4 separate regions of the Mus musculus genome follow, and all the other regions are linked to region 4. A link is a contact called in public Hi-C and promoter capture Hi-C data. All regions are on one chromosome and are shown on one strand. The core of a region is the stretch at or near the end of the contact, and the rest is flanking DNA. Distances in the headings are between cores, read along the strand shown.

The links. Promoter capture Hi-C pulls out the DNA fragments that hold promoters and counts their contacts. Hi-C and Micro-C count contacts between places; a contact is called where the count stands out from the background.
Region 1: a Hi-C map of uterus shows a contact between it and region 4, with 8 times the contacts expected there. The contact joins the enhancer-like site here to the promoter of Ggct in region 4. A contact is called at or near these places in 12 of 39 promoter capture datasets (the 3T3-L1 cell line, the C10 cell line, the HPC-7 cell line and 7 more), 5 of 484 Hi-C or Micro-C datasets (cerebellum, myocytes, nephron progenitors and 2 more) and 3 of 115 datasets of contacts at active chromatin or transcription factors (astrocytes, embryonic basal ganglia and embryonic forebrain).
Region 2: a contact with region 4 is called in a promoter capture Hi-C map of the 3T3-L1 cell line, with 2.9 times the contacts expected there. The contact joins the enhancer-like site here to the promoter of Ggct in region 4. A contact is called at or near these places in 6 of 39 promoter capture datasets (the 3T3-L1 cell line, 3T3-L1-derived adipocytes, hippocampal neurons and 2 more).
Region 3: a promoter capture Hi-C map of liver shows a contact between it and region 4, with 2.5 times the contacts expected there. The contact joins the promoter of Prr15 here to the promoter of Ggct in region 4. A contact is called at or near these places in 7 of 39 promoter capture datasets (3T3-L1-derived adipocytes, embryonic stem cells, liver and 3 more) and 2 of 115 datasets of contacts at active chromatin or transcription factors (embryonic stem cells and pancreatic cancer cells).

Annotation. Positions count from the first base shown.
Region 1 is chr6:54,397,055-54,401,984 of GRCm38.p6, forward strand. 9130019P16Rik (RIKEN cDNA 9130019P16 gene) reads right to left here. Exons shown (of 14, transcript NR_033635.1): 3 at 3,971-4,134. Among named protein-coding and RNA genes, the nearest start is that of Wipf3, 30 kb to the right of the region's middle. Within about 2 kb of position 2,662, at least 11 of the 459 cell types and tissues checked have an H3K27ac peak or open chromatin away from gene starts, as enhancers often do. A contact at or near this core is called in uterus, where this site is marked.
Region 2 is chr6:55,509,429-55,514,015 of GRCm38.p6, forward strand. No RefSeq gene overlaps it. Among named protein-coding and RNA genes, the nearest start is that of Gm34441, 25 kb to the right of the region's middle. Within about 2 kb of position 2,518, at least 21 of the 459 cell types and tissues checked have an H3K27ac peak or open chromatin away from gene starts, as enhancers often do.
Region 3 is chr6:54,323,510-54,328,265 of GRCm38.p6, forward strand. Prr15 (proline rich 15) reads left to right here and starts at 3,392. Exons shown (of 2, transcript NM_030024.3): 1 at 3,392-3,801. The region is part of intron 4 of 9130019P16Rik (RIKEN cDNA 9130019P16 gene); the gene reads right to left.
Region 4 is chr6:54,991,080-54,995,448 of GRCm38.p6, forward strand. Ggct (gamma-glutamyl cyclotransferase) reads right to left here and starts at 1,788. Exons shown (of 4, transcript NM_026637.3): 1 at 1,616-1,788. The coding sequence starts at 1,756. RefSeq lists an enhancer at 2,003-2,032 and a cis regulatory region at 2,013-2,022.

The DNA.
Region 1 (4,930 bases), core at 1,412-3,911, 590 kb before region 4:
TAGAGCCATACTTACCTTCCACTAGGCCCTACCTCTTAAAGGTCACACCATTTTTTGATACCTGCACACTAGAGATGAGGCAGCCAACACATAACCCTATGGGAGCTATGCTGAAGTTGTATCCTGACCATGAAAGCACTGGTAAGTGATGCTATTAGAATCCTTCATGGTTTCAGAGCTCTTAGATACAGGGAACCACACCCAGTAGCCCAACCCACTTATAAAGTGTGTCTCTGCTTCGGGACACTCCTTTTGCCCAGGTCAGACTCAACGTCCTCTGGGAATGGGTACAGACCTGCACAGGTGTTGCCCTCCTCCTCATTTCTTGGTCACTTCTTTGGCCCACTCTGTTGCCTTTCTGTCATAGTCACACAGCAGAACATCCCCAAGGCTGATACTATTCGATAGTTCATTGCAAACACAGCCAATCTATGAAGGAGAAAGGTCAGGCAAGAGACTGCTAATGGGAGCAGCCCCCTTCTTCCTGACTGGATTCATGGCTCAAGGCTGATCCAAGTATCATGAGTCACCATCTCCTTCCGAATCTCCATCTTCCTCATCCCACATTCTTTCCACTCCTTCATCCACCTGGAGTTGCCATAGTTACTGAATGAAAACACAGAGACACCAGTTCTGTTTGTATTTCTGGCTAACGTGATTAAGTTTTATGAATATAGTGGTCTAAATAGATATGTCTTCCTTAGACTCCTGTGTGTGAATGCTTAGCCTATAGGGAGTGGCACTATTAAGAGGTATGGCCTTGTTAGAGTAGGTGTGGCCTGTGGAAAAAAGTGTGTCACTATGGGGGCGGGCTTTGAGGTCTCCTATGCTCAAGCTCCACCCAGTGTGGCACACAGTAGCCTTCTGCTGCCTGTGGATCAAGATGTAGAACTCTAGCAATTTCTTCAGCACCATCTCTGCCTGGATGCTGCCATGCTTCCCATCATGATAACCATGAACTAAACCTCTGAAACTGTAAGCCAGCCCCAACTACATATTTTCTTTTATAAGAGTTGCCATGGTCATGGTGTCTGTTCACAGCAATAAAACCCTAACTAAGACAATGGGTCATCTGTAATTCAGTGTTTTGAAAATCTGGTACTGCTACACTAACACATTATGAATAAAAGAGGCCCCAGACTTCCCGAACAGGAGGGTAACAACAACCCTATTCACCTGCTCAAGAATCCGGGAGGCCAAGAGGCTTGCTTTCATTGACATTGTATCTATTAAGCCAAGTTCAAAGTACATTTCCTGGCAATTAACACCACAGGATGCTGACAAATTAGAAAGATCTGTTCTCAGATAGATTTCTGAAGTTGTATTATCTTTAACTCCAAACACTTCCATCTTGGTTTACAGAGCATTGATATCTGATTGGTCCTATTACCATCTGTATATTACCACCACACACACACATGTACACACATACTCACATATGACACCCTTCCTTTTTGCATAACTTAATAATCTTATATTTGTGTTTTATACTCAGTAACTCAAATGTCTAAAATTATTAGGATGAAGATGTTGATGTTAGTCATGTCTGCAAACTTGTGATAGTTTGCTTTGTAATTGGGGATTTGACCTCCCACTCAACAGCTGGTTGTTATTACTGTTGACATTTGAGCAAGCAAGCAGTCAGTGTTCATCTCAGCAGCTGAGAAAGCAACATGGCAAGCAAAGTCACCCCACAGAGTCCACGTTGGACAGCCAAGCTGCGACAGCCAGTTGTTTCATGGGTTTTGCATGTGCAAGTACTGGAAAGATTTTGTGAGGAGTTAGTCTGTCCAGAAGGAATTGTTGGTTTTTTGCTACAGCTGCACAATCTAAAAGTGTGACATTTAATTCCTTGCCATACGGTTTCTTAGATGATAAAGATGGCCTCTGATTATGCATGCGGTAGATATCTCCATGTATCCGTAACGTAGAGGGGGATAAAAACATTTTCTTTTGTCTCCTTTTTTCTCTGAATGAATTTTTCTAATCATCTCTTTTACCTGGCAGAGCAGCCATTGGAGGATCCAGGTTTAATACAGGTCACAGCCCCAAATATGTCCTTCAAGTGTCTGCTGACATGCAGAGTGCTGGGTCTCTGTCATTGGAAAAGCTTTTAGTTCAGTACAATATCATCAGTAACTTATTGTACTATTTCTTGTCTCGGCTCCCCAAAATGATTTCCATAATTTTTGCAAACTGTGCATACAAAATTATGCATTCAGCCAAGATTTCTCGGTGTTTTATAAAGAGGAGACATTCGGAATGCCTGTTTACAATGTCACTGGAACCCAGAGCTCCAAACTGCATCCTGTAACGCTCACTCTCAGAGAGACTGACCGGCTACACACTCAGAGGGCCCGACATCAACAACGCAGGGAGTTCTTAAGTCTCTGATTGTTGAACTTTTCCACGACCCTGCATCCTTCTGCTCAAATAACACCTAAAAGCTGGCAATTTTCTAGAATGCTCTTTAGAAAACATTGGTTTAAATAATAATAGTGGGAGCCTGGCTGCTAAGGGCCAGAAATCCTCCTTGACATACCTGGAGTCTTGCCAAGGAAAGCTTTGCAAGCTAATTGTCTTTTGTCTGGTTTTTGATCCCATACGAACCCAGAAGCACTGTGAACATTCTCTCCCATTCTGGCCGGAGCACAGAGCTAATGTTATCTCTCTTCACAGAAGGGAGAAGAGGAAACATCTTCCAATTCTAGCTCTTGTTTTTGTACCCAAAAGTTTCCACAATTTTATTATGTGTGAAAAACTTTGCAAACCCAGTGACATGTGATCGGTTTGGTGGAACAGTTGTGTAAAATCTGTCCTGCCAGTTTTGAATAAGGAAACTTATTATATTTATTTTTAGACCATAACACGTCTTCTTTCTGACAGCTCAGGAGCAGGCAGCACTGACGAAGAACCTCACAGAGATCGACTTCTGATTGAAGGATGGAAGTTAAGCTAGCTTTCCCAAAGCTGACAAAGTTTAAATGAGCTGCCTAAACAGAACACAGTTCCTCACAGAAGCCATGTGTCATGACCCGTGAATCTGGCTTTACTGGAAAAGCTTTTGTGCCTTAGTTAGAGCACAGGTATTCCAGATGATGCAGTGGGAGTGCTTCAAACTGTAGCATCGCATAGGTAGGGAAATTCCCTAGGACAGTATATTTAGAAATCAAATGACTATAACATGGCTGTAGAATTTATAATAATTCTATGTTAAGACTAAAATATATTCAGGGAGCAAATAGGTAATCTCAGATTTTGCTAGTAAATGTTGTTCTTGCTCTTGTTGTTGTTTGGCTAGACTGAAAATATACCCAAAGGTCAGGACATGAACTGGAGGTCTATCCAACTCTGAATTCTGCCTTTGAAAATCCTTTTTTGTAGTTAGGTTGCAGATTTACCTTATTTAGCTCTAAGGAGAAAGAAAAATACACACCAAAGAACAAGCAATGAGAAGCCAATCAACAGACCAATGAAAGTGTACTGAATACCTCCTCTGAGTAAGGGCTTCATAGAAGCAGGGTTTTCTTCCCAGGAGATGTTTCCAAAACTTGTCTGAGAATTAAGATATGTATGTGTGAAAATGCAGAAACAGACATCTCTACCATCTCTGGTACTGGTGTGATGCCCTCTAATGAGGACTCTGTTGACACCTGGGTGAATTCTCTCTGTAGGTATAGACAAAGTCAAATAAAAAGCAAAGGTTTCTAGAATATGATTCCAAAATCACTGGAGATAACAATGATGATGCATCTAGAAATGAACCTTGCTGTCTTCCTGAACTTTATGGATGAAACAGCTGACCCAGCCACCTATACAATGTTCCTCCTATGTTAGAAAAACCAGAGATACAGGACTGGGGACAAGAGGCAGATATGTATTAGGTATATATTGCCTTTGGGTTTGGAGAGAGGACCACACTCCTACCCCAACTCTCGGTCTCTAACACGTCCTTTGACATTGCACATACACAAACAGCAGAAGTGGGGATGCTTCATAAGGAAACAGGACATCCGTGGAAGCATAAATGTTCAGGAGTTGTGAAACAGCCAGGGGGACTCCTGACTGCACTGACTGAGTTATGTCTTTGTGTGTTTCATCAGAGAACCAGGCAGGAAAGGTCTTCAGTGTCTCCTGGGGAGAGAAAAGCATATGTAAAGTACACAGCTCAGCTGGATCCTAGGGTTTCAGCAGGGAATGCCTGAAAGTGGGTAAAAGAAAATGAGGTCTTCAGTATAAAGTCATAAGAAGGGCACAGCAAGGGAATGAAGACAGAATCAGCTCTCTGTGGTCCACATTCACAGACTCAATTAAACATGGGCTCAAAGGGTGTGTAGGGTGTTAGTATGCAACAATAGCAAACATGTACAGACTTTTCATATATGTCTCTAAACAGCTGTCTATGTCACCTGTCCATTGTGCTTAATATAAGCAATCTAGAGATGATTTAAAAGATAAAAGTGAAGGTTCTAATATATATGCAATACTACACATATTTATACAAAACACTGGAGCGTCTACAGATTTGAATACCAATGGCATTCCTTGTGCCACTCCTCCCACAGACACCAAAGAACCACTTACCACTTCTTATGAGTCAGGCAGCAGGCTCCCTTTGGCTAAGCTGACATGACCAGAAAGGAAAAGCACAGAGTCTCCATCCCACTCCCTGTCTTCTCTCCATCCATGGAGAAAGGCTATGCTCTCGGGCACACTGCACATTCATAGCTAGAGAGGAGGCTGGGCTAGACATCTTTGTGCTTCCACCTTTTTACAATGCAAATATGAGAACATTTTATTCCCAGATATGGAGTAATTATTGCAGTGTAGGTAGGTGCCAGGTGATTTAGAATTTACTGAAAACACGGGTATTCAACATGTGACAGCCTATGTGATGTTGGAACCAGGATACCTAATCCCAAGGGAAACT
Region 2 (4,587 bases), core at 1,268-3,767, 520 kb after region 4:
GCTAAGCATCGTAGTCTGGGGAGACTCAAGTGTGTTCAGACCTTACAGACAGCCCAGGTCACCGGGCTGTTACCTATTTCCATTCTCTGCTTTCTGGGTGGAAAACAGGTATGCTTATCTTTCATTGAATAGACTGCCATGCATACATAGATATGGGGACTTGGGGACAGCTAGCAGGAGGTGCTCTTGGCTCAGGTGAGGGGAGGAAAAGGACCTGGCCTCAGGCTCCTGGCTAGAGCTGAGGAAGGGGGAAGTCTCTTAAGGAAATAGTTTGTCACAAGGAGGCAATGTTCAGTGAAAGGCCAGTCAGGAGAGGTGGAAGGCAGTTCTGATGTGACATCATCCAGACCTGACATCATCAGGAGGCATTGTCAACTTACAAATGCAAGAAAAGCTAAGGGTGGCATTTCTGGTGCTCCCATCTCTCAGCACCAAAGTGAGTGCTCACCCAGAACCAAATTCCACTGTCAGTTGTTGCCCTGTGAATTAAGATGAAAGTCTATCATTGTTTGGATAGCCTTCTGGTCTCAGAACAAAATGGAGGACTCCCTTCCCTGCTAGCTGGGCTTCCACTTTCTCTGACCTTGTTTTGGGGAGCCCAGACTCCCCCCACCCCCCACAACCTTTACCTACAAAATATCATAAAGCCTTAGTCAGATTACAGGTTCAACTTCCTTTCTCCTGATCAGAAGCTGTTCAGCTAGCGCCTGAGATTCCTGGAATGCCTCTCCAGGCTAGTGAGTTATCTCAGTATCTTAAACCTTCAGCCAGTGACTGTTGCCCACCCTGGATATTCTGATCTCTCAGCCCCCCAAGTTATGGAAGCCTTAAATCATCCTAAGTAAAGTTGATCTGCCTGCCCACAGCTGGTCCCTGTGTCGTCATTTCCAGGGTTTCCAACCCCTCTGTCACCTCTGTTCCATTTGCCTGCATAGAATGATTTTGGCTGACAATCACAGGCAGTAGTAAAGAGAGTGCTCTCAGACAGTGCGCTTGGCATTTTGGTGGTCCCTGAAACTGAAGCAGCAACCAGTTCTAATAACCATCCTAGCCACACAGCCTTGGGTCTCCGGATTTTCTTGTCTCCAGGTCTTTAATATCCCCCTTTGGGCCTTTTGATGAAGCACTTTATCCATCCTCCCTGTAGAGAGGATCCCGAGACAGCAGACTGGGGGCTTTTCTGGGACACAGAGAAAGCCACCAAGGAGCTGACAACAGACAGATAATGAGACTCAAGCCCATCAACAGAGGAAGAAAGTACATTGACAGGGGAGTTGAGAAGGAGGACCCCAATAACCAGGTGTGGTTGCCTGTGTCAAGTGCTGTTAAAGGCTCATGATGATTGGGCTACAAAGTATCTGTATTCGTTGTTTAGAAGTCGAGTAGCTTTGTTTTGAGCCACCCCTTGCTCAGGCTGGATGGGCAGGCCATTTTGCTTGTAGGAACAAGAGTAGCCTCCCCAGAAAAAGCGTAGACTCATGTGGCCTCCCAAGGGCTACCACCTGGAAATCTCTTCTAAGTGGCTCTATAGGAGGATGGGTGGGTGGTGGTGGTTTTACAGTCCTCTTTGGATCAGGTTGGTAGAGATAGACCGCACATGCTCAGAACCACAGGACTTCTTCCATTAAAGCGCTCTGCAACTGGTTTGAAGGTCAGAGGCTCTTGCCTCCAGATTGGATGGCCTTAGCCCAGGGAAGATAGAAACTGGGAGATTTCTTTGGAAAGAACCTGGATTCTTCAATCCTCCAGGAAGGAGTGGGCAGATCCAGGCTTCAGAATAAGGGTCTGGAAACATTTATATAATGGAGGAGGTCCCTGCTTGGAAAGAGGTTCCTATTCCCAGCTTCTATTTGCCCCTAAGGACACTGCTGGAAAAGAAACTTTCCACTGAAGCCAGGGGGCTGCAGAGTTAGAGAGAGGGCTAGGACAGACCGGTCTGTGATCTTTGACAGACATAAGTAAACACTCCCTCTGTGGTTCACTTAAGCAATAGGATCTACCCTTGGCCTTCTAATGTTTCCCATTTCGACTTTGAGTGGGTGCCTAAGGACCAGATGGGGCTCATCTCGGGTGGGAAGCACACACTCAAATCTAGGGAGATGTTTGCATGAGATCCGAGTCTCACAAAGTGGCCCGGGCACATGAACCCTGTGACTGATTGCTCCCTGGCCATAAGGCAGCACTCACTGACGACTGGGGTTGGGGTTAGAGGTCAGCCTTGTGAGCTTTTCAGGTGGCATGGTGGTGGAAAAAGCCTAGTCTGTCATTTGGTTATACCTTTTGCATCAGGAGCAGAGGGAGGCCTACAACAGGCCATGGCATGAGCACGGTTTTTAACCCAAGGAGCTAGAGAGAGAGGCGGGAAGCCTTGAGAATACAAGCAAGAACTGGGAAACATTTCCCCTTCCAGCAGTTTCCCTTATCTAGAGTTCTTCCTGGCAGAAAGAGTTTGGGCTGGAGGGAGGGAAGGTTGGAGTGGGGTGGGGGAATCAACTCATAGGTCTGCACTGCCCTCTGGTGGCCATTTTGTTTGATGATCGGTGTAACGCGCGCTTCCAGTCTAGGGAAACTGGCTCATTTCCACACAGTGCCTGGTAATGAGATAATGAGAGAAAGAACAAGCTTAAATATTTTCTATAATTAACACTGGGAAGAGACACTTACATGCGAAATATCTTGTAAGAAGAATGTGACCCACAGTGCACCGTGCAGGGCTTTTCTCGCAGGGCTTTTCTCTTTGGACTTCGCCGGCACACACATTTGTATTTCTGTATGATCACACAGAAAAGTTATTTCTGGAGACTACACATAAGGAGCCCTTTAGGACGTGGATTTGTGTCTAAGAACTTTCGCACTTAATTGTAAGCGTGAACATCTGCATCCATCTGGTTAGGCCTCAGATTTTCACGGCGGGCTTTGCTATTGTCTTCTTACTGAGGTTTTGGAGAAGACAAGTGAGAGAAAGGAGGGCTTCTCCCCAGGAGCTTAATGTCTGTAGGGAGGTTAATGAGTTCGGCTGTTCCTCTGTCCCTGTGGGCTCCTTATCTGTGAATGCAGAAAACCTCGAATGGAAAACTTTCTGGGAAAAGCGGTACTCAGCAGTCATTTGCATAACGCCCACATTGGGCTGAGTAGCGCAAAGGTCTAGACATGATTTGAGTCATCTGGGGGGAGATATGTAGATTATGCACACCATCTCGTACGACAAACTTGTGCAACCATGACACTTGGAAAGGCAGGAACTAGCTCCCTGTGGACGCGAGAATACTGGGAGTGGGTCATGAAGGGCTGCAGCCTGGGAGAATTCGGTATGCAGAGGAGCACACCCAGCAGATGCTACTTCGAATGCCGGATTCTCAACTTTTCTATCTCTCATTAGAAAACAAATAGACATCTAAGGAGAAATAAGAAAATACAATAAGATAAAACAAACAAACAAACAAACAAATTAAAGTATGAACAAAAAAAAAAAAAAACAAGCAAGAACAAGAGCCAACGAAAAAGCACAAGATGCTGAGACACACATGTTTGCACACTTAGCAATCCCATAAAAAACCAGAAGCCAATGTATATGACTGGCAATGTAGAAAATAAAAACTACCCGACTTAACATAATGAGACCAAGAACCTCCAAGCCAAAAAATATACACAAAGGACATGTAGGATTAAAAAGAGAGAGAGAGAAAATAAAAATAAAATAAACATAAAAACTAAAACTATAAGATTAAAAACAAGCCTTGACACAGGCTATGAGCCAAGGGACCTCCACAGGTGCTACCGGCCTTTTCTGCTGGCCATCAACTGCTGGGCTGGCAGCCTACGATTAGGAGTAGTTTGTTTCTCCAGTGATAAAACTTAATTTGCAAGTGTGTTTCAATTGTATTGATTGGAGACGGCTTCTGGGTTAGGGATGGGGGCGTGTGTCCACTTCTCCCTTCAGCTCTAGGATCCCATCTGAGGCAGACCTGTGCCGGCCTTGCGCAGGCTGCCTCAGGCTCTGCGAGGTCATGTCTACATTGATCGGTCCTGCTGTGGTCTTGATTCTTTGGCGTCTTCCGTTTCCCCTGGCTCTTACACTCTCTGCTTCTTCTTCCACCGAGTTCCCAGAGCCCCAAGGGAGTGGATTTGTTTGATACAAACATCCCATTTAGGGCTGAATGTTCCAAGGTCTCTCACTGCCTATTGTCTGCCCGTGGGTCTCGGTATTTGTTCCCAGCTGATTCAGGAGGAAGCTTCCCTGGTGATGGATGAGTAGGACACTGATCTATGAGGATAGTAGAAGGTCACAGGGGTCATTTTATTGTTGCTCTTTCAGTAGAACAGTGTTTGGCTTTCCCCTAGGTCATTGGGCTAACTAGTCTCAGGATCTTGAGTCTGTAAGAGAGCCCCAGGGTAAATCTGTTCTTCATGTCAGCTCCATCTAGGCTGATGCTCTAGAACAACAGAACAGCATGATCCTGCATGCCTTTCTATATCTGCAGCCTTGAGCAAAGGCTTCTCTTTCTGGTTTCCATGTTTTCTAAGTTAGGGTGTGTTTCATTTCCCCCATGCCTACGGGCGCAAGAAAATCCTCCACACAGGATTCAA
Region 3 (4,756 bases), core at 2,142-4,641, 670 kb before region 4:
TGGCATGATATTGATCTCATCAGGACAGCAATAAGCAATGAATGGATAGAGCTTGCTCTAAGATCATCAATGGGAAGGAAGTCAGAGAAGGAGCTGCAGTGGAGGGAAGGATGCAGAATAGTAAACATATTATGAGATAGCCAATGATATTGACATAGGCAAGAGGAGAGTGTCAGCGTGTGCTCTAAACAATTCAATTTCTGTATACATATTTGTGTATATATTTGAATATATTCACATATATGTATGTGTATATATACATACATGTATATATGTATGTGTATATATACATAATGTATATATGTGTGTGTATATATATATATATATATATATATATATATGAGAGAGAGAGAGAGAGAGAGAGAGAGAGAGAGGAGTTGGTTTCATCTGAGAACCAGGATGACAAGAAAGATAGTTGGTTGGTTTCAACAAGAAGGAAGGCAGGCTAGTGAGTAGAGAGAGGTCCTGTGTGCCTAGCATGCTCAAGCCCCAGGGTTCCATCTTCAGCAACGTGAAAAGAAAATCAAGAAGGTGAGCCAAAGAGATCTGTTGCTAGAAGAAAGATCCAGCACAGACCCCACTACCCCTGCCCTGCAGACCAGCCAGAAGAAGCCCTAGCCTGTTCCTATCACCAGCATTCTCCATGAAATTGCTTTGTGAAAAGGGGAGAACAGAGAAACTACGAGTTTCAAACCTGTGACCTGATGGCAGGACGCATGGGGGAAAGGAGAGAGGAGTGGGCCGGCTCAAAGGCTTGGTGCGGGACTAACCTGGAGAGAGATCGAGAGCAGACTCTGTACAAAAGCTGGCCTTGCTTAGATCAACTATTTAGAAAGACCTTAAGAAAGGAACATTTAAAGATAACCCAGTAACTTGGCAGGGAGATGAAATGCCTGGTTGTAAAGCTTGCTTTAAAGGGTTAAATGAATCCAACACTGACGCAAACCCAAAGAGAGCACAACAGCATGTTCAGAGTGACAGAGTTGGAGGCTGTGAAGGAAAAGGCATGTCTAACTGTCAAAGGGCAGGGGTGACCATAGAGATGGAGAAGAAAAGGAGAAAGGCATGGAGCTAACAAAGAAGGAAAGGACAAGAACAGGAGATATGAACGTGAGGTCAGCAAGAGTAAGAAGAACAAAGCCAAGACACACCACAGTTCTCTAGGATGAGTGCAGGGTACGTTGGTTTCTCTGGTATGATCGGCTGTATTCCTTAAGCATTTGTTCAGATTCCTTCCAAAGCCCACCCCTACTGGAGAGATGTAGTGACATGATCAGTTTCCCAGCGCCTCCAGAAATTTCAGGTTTGCTGAGCAAAAATGTCAGCGCTAAACTCCAAGATTCTGCAAGGTCTCCAAGACCTTAGTTCCTAGCACCCAGTTCTAGAAACTCATTCCTTAAGTGGGTGATCATTTATTTTGCCAAGAAAGCAACTGTTAAGACTCTGCATTGGCCCCAGTCCCAGCTGCCATTGAAAGTCTGTGTCCTACTCAGCTGCCCAGTGTCACCTCCCAGGTCTGCCCAGCCACACTCTGTGCTTACATCACCCACCTGCCCTTTGAGCCTTGAGAAGCCCAGCATCCTTCACACCTTGAGGCTCTCTTAGCTGCTGTTTACCCTGCTTTTCATGACTCTATTCATTACACACACACACACACACACACACACACACACACACACACACACACACACACACACTTCACCTTTCTATGGATATATTCACCCCCATCTAGTGGTTCTCTCATTTATAAGGTGCTTCCACTCAACCCAGGAGGCATAACAGAGACATTTGACATTGCTGAATGTATTTGAGGAGCTATCTTATTGAGAGATGAAGGATTTGTTTATTGAGAAAATGCTTGTGGCTTTGTGAAAACCACACTAGATGAAAAGCCATTCAGCAAGCTAGTGTCCTTTTCCTGGTGTCTTCATTCTTTCAACAATGTGCTTGACAAGGGCATGTCCCAGCTCCATAAACGGTGGTGGTGGCGACTCCCCAGACAAGCTTTTCTCATCATATGACATCTGCCTCCGGAAAGCTTCCTTTAAAGCTGGCAACTAGTCTTTATCAAGTACCAGTGTTATGGTTCAGTGTCCCCACTTTAAAACTAACCTCAAGAGTCAGTTTTGGTGGTATGCCAGAGTTTGAATCCAGTCTTAGTTACATAGTGAAATTCCACCAATAAAGAAAGGAAGGAAGGAGGAAGGGGGGCAGAGAAGGAGGGGAAAGGGGGAGGAGAGAGAAAGGGGCAGAGGGAGGAAGGGGGAGGGGAGTTCTCTAATCTCTGGTTAGAAACAAATCATTTCCAAATACACAGTGTATGTTCATCTTTCATTTTTTAATTGAATCCAAACTAAGACACCAACCAAGTCCTTGTATTTTCCTCTTCCCTACTGTATTGAAAGTCTCTATAAAATTCCTGCCTGCTTATCAAATCCTTATTGCAAGAGATCAGAGTTGGTTGGTGATCTGTCTCTCACCAGGCTTGTCCCGCAGAAAGTGCTCAAAGCAGACAAATTGCCTGGACTGCCTACCTTAGAGGCAAAGAAAGGGTCCTACTTGCATGTCTGCAAGCCTAGAGACCCCCAAAATCTCTTTCAAGTCGTAACTTCGCCTTAGTTAGAGAAATGTCTCCTCTAATACCGTTTTTGACAAATAACCACCGAGCTAAAGCACCTTGCACGGTGCTGGGGCCCATTGGTTCACCCTCTCAGTGGCTCTGGGCTGGAGTAATATGCTTGGATGGGTGTCGATGCGCGGTCGCCCAAACGCGAAAGATGCTTTGTAGCATAGGCACTTAGTTATGGTAAGAACCCAAGACTAACAAGCTGATAAGCTGGAATCAAACTTCCAACCCCGTTACTTCGAGATTGCCCTTCAGCATGCAATCCTGGACAACTGTTTAACCTCCGCAAAGCCATGGTTCCTTTGCAGGTCTGTTAGGAGCCATAGTGCCCAGGCCTGGGGCGGTCTGATGAGCAAGTGAGTTAACCCAAGTGAGTTGACCCAAGTGAGTTATAGTACTAGGATAGCGCCCGATGACAGCAACGACATGGTTCTCAACTCTTAGTCTTTTAGGTAAGGGCGCTTGAAACTCCCAAACAATGACAGAGTTTGAATCAGCTCTCCGAGTTAGAAAATTTGAAAGCCTTGGGACTCAAACCTCAGCGCAAGAACGGAACGCGAGCAGGGAGGCGGCGCAGCACAGCTTTTTCTCCAATCAGAGTCCGCAGGGCTGGAACCACGTTTGCAACCTCGTCCAATCTGGTCCCCAGAAGGGCGGGGACGCCTACCTGCACCTGTAGCCTGGCGGCCGCCTCCTGTCCCACCCTGACCCTCCCCTCCTCCTCAGTTCTGGTGTCTTCAGGCCTTTGGCCAACCACCAGCAAGTGGGCAGATGTCTCAGCGCGTTCCTACGGACGCTCAGGAAGGGTAGTGCGCCGGAGTCAGTAGCCCAGGTCCTGTCTAGCTGAGGCCAGAGAGCAGAGTGAACGGGAAGAAAGGACGCGCCCTAGAATGTGAGACTCCCACCGGGAAAGGCTGACCAGACTCACCCTGGGGCGGAGGATCTGACAGTCCCTGCCACCTGAGCGGACCGTGCTGCCAACCCCAGGTTGTTCCGACAGTGTGCGAGTGTCAGGGGTGTTGGGCGAGATCAGCAACAACGATTCCTGCATCTCTCCTAGTCAGCGATAAGGGACACCGCGACTAAGCTTCAGGCACCCGGAGACGCCCCCTCCGTGTTCTAGACAGCCCGCGCGGCGCAGCGCGGCGCCGCAGTGGCCCTGAAAGCCCCTACAGGTGAGTGAACCAGAGTCCCTCTGCGTCTCACAAGGCAGGCCCTGGCGCTACGAAGTCCCTGGAGAATGCTGTCTAGCGCTTTGCAGTGCCCCTCCTCCTGCTGCCAGAGGAGAGGCCCCCCCCAGAACAGTGATCTGCCTACTTTTGCATTATTTGCCATCTTTTCCTTGCGCAATTCTCACAAAGCCTTTCCGTACACACCAAGTTGGTCACTGTGGAAAAGAAAGTGTTGGGTGGCTGCCCACCACCATTAATAAATGCCTTGGGGTGCGGTGTTTTTCCGATCTGCAGAATAGGGAGTAAGACGTTTGTAGACCCCAACGTTGACGGTGCCTAAGGGTGTGGGCGCCTTTCTTAGGGAAAGAACTTTGAGCTGGTTCTGCTTTTACGGTTTTCAAGCCCCAGTCCGAGTGAGTCCTCAGGACATCCCCAGGGAGGAGATGGCGCCTCCCCGTAGGCGCAGAGACTTCCTCTACCAGGCAGTTCCGGGAGAACCTGCAACAACAAACGGCCGCACAAGTTTCCCTCCTGCGCACTGGCGAATCCCAGGAGCGCCGCGGTGCGTGGGCTGCGAAGCGGCGGAGCTGAAACCTAGAAATGGGCGGCGCGCGCGAGCCCTGCCCACTCGTGGTGGCCGTGTCCAGTAGCACGCTCACAGGAAGTGTGCCAAGAGTCTGGCTTGCACTATCAGGAGCGTCTGGGCTCCGTTATTCAATGGTTTTCTGGAGTTCCTGGTTGGGCGCTCTCCTTTGGAGGATGGAAAGGCAACCAGCAAAGAAAAGTACCAGAAGACTTTGTTTACAATAAGTAAAATCCTCAAGAGATAGAGAACTATGAAAGAAGGGTTGGGACCCGCGGCCTTCCAACAGTGTGGAGATTGGCTCTAGGGAGTTAAAGGAAGAGTGGGATGGCGGTTTCCAAGGGAAGTTAAGTCTAGACAGCCTCTGAAAATCAC
Region 4 (4,369 bases), core at 538-3,037:
ATATTTGATATACCTTCCCTACACACACAGACACAGACACACAATCATCAAGCCTTATGATGTTATCTTCTGAGTATTACTCTACCTTCCCTGTCACCACCCTATTAGATCATGGTGGCATTATCTCTGACATGAATGTGGCAAGATCGTAACTGGGCTTCCAATAACTTGCCCTATTTGCAGAGTAACCAGAATGAGCTTTCAAATACATAAATCTCATCGTCTGCTTTCATCCTGTAAGACACTCCACTCACAGCATGCAACAGACTGTCCAAAGTTCTCTGTGGTCATGTTAGGATATGACACTTTCTTATCTTTCCAGCCCTCATGCCACATCTCCCTGTAGACTCCAACCACTTCCTTTATCTCCTGTCCTTTGAACAAGCTACCCTCCCTGACAGTTTTTTGCTCTCCTCATCTCCCTTCAGGTCTCAGCTTAAAAGTTATATCCAGGAAGGCTTTCCTGAGCACCTAGGTCAGGTCCTCTGGTCATATATTCTGTTGCACCTTGCAAGTCCTCTTTTAAGGCTAACCACAGCTATAATTTATCATTTATGTGGTATTTCTTTCCTGTACTTCACGTACTTGAACTCCAATCCTACACTCTTTGGAGTTTTAGATAGAGTACAGAGCGTGACTCCCACTTCTGAAACTTGAAAGGCTAGGAGCTAGTTATCAGATCATCTTGCTTGCTAAGTAAGGACGTGGATTCATGGTGAGATTTAGCCAATCAGGGCACCTCGCAGGGGCTCTCAATTAGTGCTGGTGTTTAAGATCATTAGGGACTCCACTCTAGGCTTCAGGAATTGCAGAACTGTGGCAAAGCAGCAGTCAGGAGTCAGTTCCATATTGTGCTTACTAGTTGAGGAAAGGTGTGGCCAGTTTCCAGAGCAGGGATGGCCCTCTCCTGTAATGCTGGTTGTGTATACACACACACACACACACACACACACACACACACACACACACACACACACACACACACAGTAGTCCACCTGTTTACTCAATCTTTCAGGTGAATCCATGAGCTCTCTAACAGCCTTCCAACACCCCTCCCCATTCTCCTTTCTGAAATCAGCTGGTTTCTGTTGCCTGAAATCAAGAATTGACAAGGTTATCAAAGTTGGCTAAAATTATTAAGGGCCCTACACACAATCAGATTGTACACCAGAAAGGTCCTCCAAATAGCTAGGCTGCTCAGTCATCCTTGTAACCCCAGCACTGAGTGCCAGAAGAATACGTATTAAAGAGGAAATGAACTATGGTCAAGAACACATTTTATCACAGTTAAAAGCTTATTGGGCTACTCTACTGAGGGAACGAACATTGCTATCAGTATTGAAGACACGGTTCCAGGTCTCAAGGCCAGGACGCTAAGATCCGAAGGAAAGGACAGGCAGAATTTCACAGAACTGTGGGATAGATAAGGTACGCACAGGACAGAAAGCAGCTAGTTCTCGACTAAGAAGCACCTATTAAAGGCATCTTACGGGATGCTCATAACCGGTGGAAAAGGGCAGCCAGTGGAGGGTTGCGAACTCCGACGGTGGCTAGAGGTTCCCGGCAGGAGTCGCAGCTAGCCCGCTCTCCAGGTCGCCCGCACAACGGCACTGACCTGCAGGCGCGCCACGCAGCAGAACACGGCCGAGGGGTTTCGCAGGTGGATCCTCTCGGTCAGGAGATTGCTGCCGTAGGCGAAGTACAGGAATGTCTCCCCCTCCTGGCCCGCATGGCCCTCACAGTCGGAGCTCGCCATGTCCACTTATCCACGCCAGCAGCGTCAAGCACAGAGAAGCCGGACTAGCGCTGCTAAAAAGAGCAGTGCGCCGCCACCCACGCGGTAGTGCAGAGCGGCGGGCGGAGCCGCACAGAGAGCGCGCTGAGGATTGGCTGCCGGCTTGCCGGCGTGAGCTAACTACCAGGATTGGCCTGTCTACAGCTCCTCCCGCCCACTGACGTCGCTTTTCTATTGGATGCATCCCTCGGATGTACGGCCCCCTGCCTGAGGCGCCGCTGATTGGCGAGTCTAACGGACAGCCCGAGAGTGGCTACTGGCGACTGTGTTTTCCCCACCTGGCGGCGATTGCCCAGGTCAACCAGTGGTGCGGTAGGCTCTGCGCCTGGTATAGAGGAGACAAGTCTCAAATTGCTGTCGGCCTAGCCTGGATCTTGCGGCAGTTCTCCTGCCTCAGCCTTCCTGGAATGGGAAGGCTGATCCTACAAGTTTTCTTAGGATCACTACCTGAAGTTGCCTCACTGCATACCAGGGTAGTCTTTCTCCCACGTTCAGATCCGGACATGCCATTTGCTAGCCAGTTGACTCTGTTCATCGTTGCAATCTATTTCCTCTTTTTAAAATAGAACGACACAAAACACCCATGTTGTTGCTCTTGAAATGAAGATAGGAGAGCAAACTGAAGGTCTAGAGCAATGACTGCCGTTGGCCCTCAGAAATTAATCTAAATTCAACTCCACACTGACAGGTGCCAGAATTCCTGGAGAAATGACTGAATCTTAGGTCAAAGCTGGGAGTGAAAATTACCTCTTGAAAGAACAATAATCCAGAAAATGAGAACCCCAAGATGAACAAGGTCATTCCTAAAAGACCATTCACTAGACAAAGCGAGAACAACTTAAGGAGCAGAACGACTGGAAACTCTAAAATGATCCCTAAATGTATGTCATTCCCTTCAGGAAGTAAACCAAATTAAAACAGAGAAGAGAACCATATTGCCATGCCATCAGTGGCTAACACTTCATCACTTTTAAAAAGTGGGTATTTAAGAAAATGAGTGTTCTGCCTTTCTAGTACCAACTGTATTTTTGAAAACCAAATAGCTGATGAGGAAGCAATTCTTTGCTTTTTTAAAAAAAAGTATACTGGCTAAATGCAGGAAATGGGGGTACTGGGATTAGAACATCTGTCTCTGGTGCAACCAAACTTCCCGTCAGGAGCATCAGGTCACAGGGATGTTTATAGAGTCTCAGTTATCCCCCAAGGCTCACTGCTAGTCATTGGACAGGAAGACCATGATTATTTGGGAAACCTGACCTCTCTCACCTGATAGCCAGTCAATCTGGTCACCAATAAAAGAAGACTATCCTGACACAGTCAGAAAGCAACATGAAGCTGGGCATTGTGGACTGCACCTTTAATACCATCACTCGAGAGGCAGAGGCAGGCAGTTCTCTGTGAGTTCAAGGCCAGCCTGGCCTAGAGAGTAAGTTCCAAGATAGCCAGGGCTGTTATACAGAGAAACCTTGTTTTGAAAAACAACAACAACAATAATAACAACAACATGAAGCAACACGAAGCCCCCACATCTGTGAACTACAATTTACAAAGGATTTTTAGCCTCAAAAAAAAAAGCCTTTTATCTTTTATATCACCCTCTTCCAGAAACCATTCATGTATAAGAACAAATGGCAATAGAAGAAAACAGTGAAGAACACCTTGAACTTATCTCTTACATTGTTGTGATTAAAAATAAAAGGTAAGGCTGGGGCCAGCTACATGGATCTGGAGGTAAAGCACTTGCTACCAAGCCTGCAGACAGTTACATCTCCAGTACCCATAAGGTAGGAAAAACCCAGCTCCTGCAGGTCTCCTCTGACCCCTACGTGCATACACACACACACTCTCTCTCTCTCTCTCTCTCTCTCACACACACACACATACATACATACACACACATACACACACACACATACATACACACACATACACACACATACATACACACACACATACACACACACACACATACACGCACACACACACAATAGGTAAGCATATAGATGTAGTAAAAAGTGTTTTTAGAAAGACAAGACTGAGGGAGGGTTGTTCTAGTTTGAGAGAAACGAGACATGAAGGCTCAATGTGATGGCTTGTCCTTGATAGATTCTGATATGGTGACTCAAATAGAAATATATTTTAGGGACAACTGAACTTGAATTTGGATTGCAGAATTTGATGGTATTAGACAATTACTATTAAATGGATAGTGGTTTGTCTTATGGAGGAAATAGTTTTATTTTAGCATGCATACTGACATATTTAGGCTGATGCGTTCGTTATCTATATTTTAAAAGAATTCAGAAAAATAGAGAGCTAAATGCTAATGGGAGTGATATGTATGTGGGTGTTCACTATACTGTTCTATTCTTTTTTTTTTAAGATTGATTGATTGATTGATTATATGTAAGTACACTGTAGCTGTCCTCAGACACTCCAGAAGAAAGAGTCAGATCTCGTTGTGGATGGTTGTGAGCCACCATGTGGTTGCTGGGATTTGAACTCCTGACCTTCAGAAGAGCAGTCGGGTGCTCTTACCCACTGAGCCATCTCACCAGCCCCTTTTTATTTTTA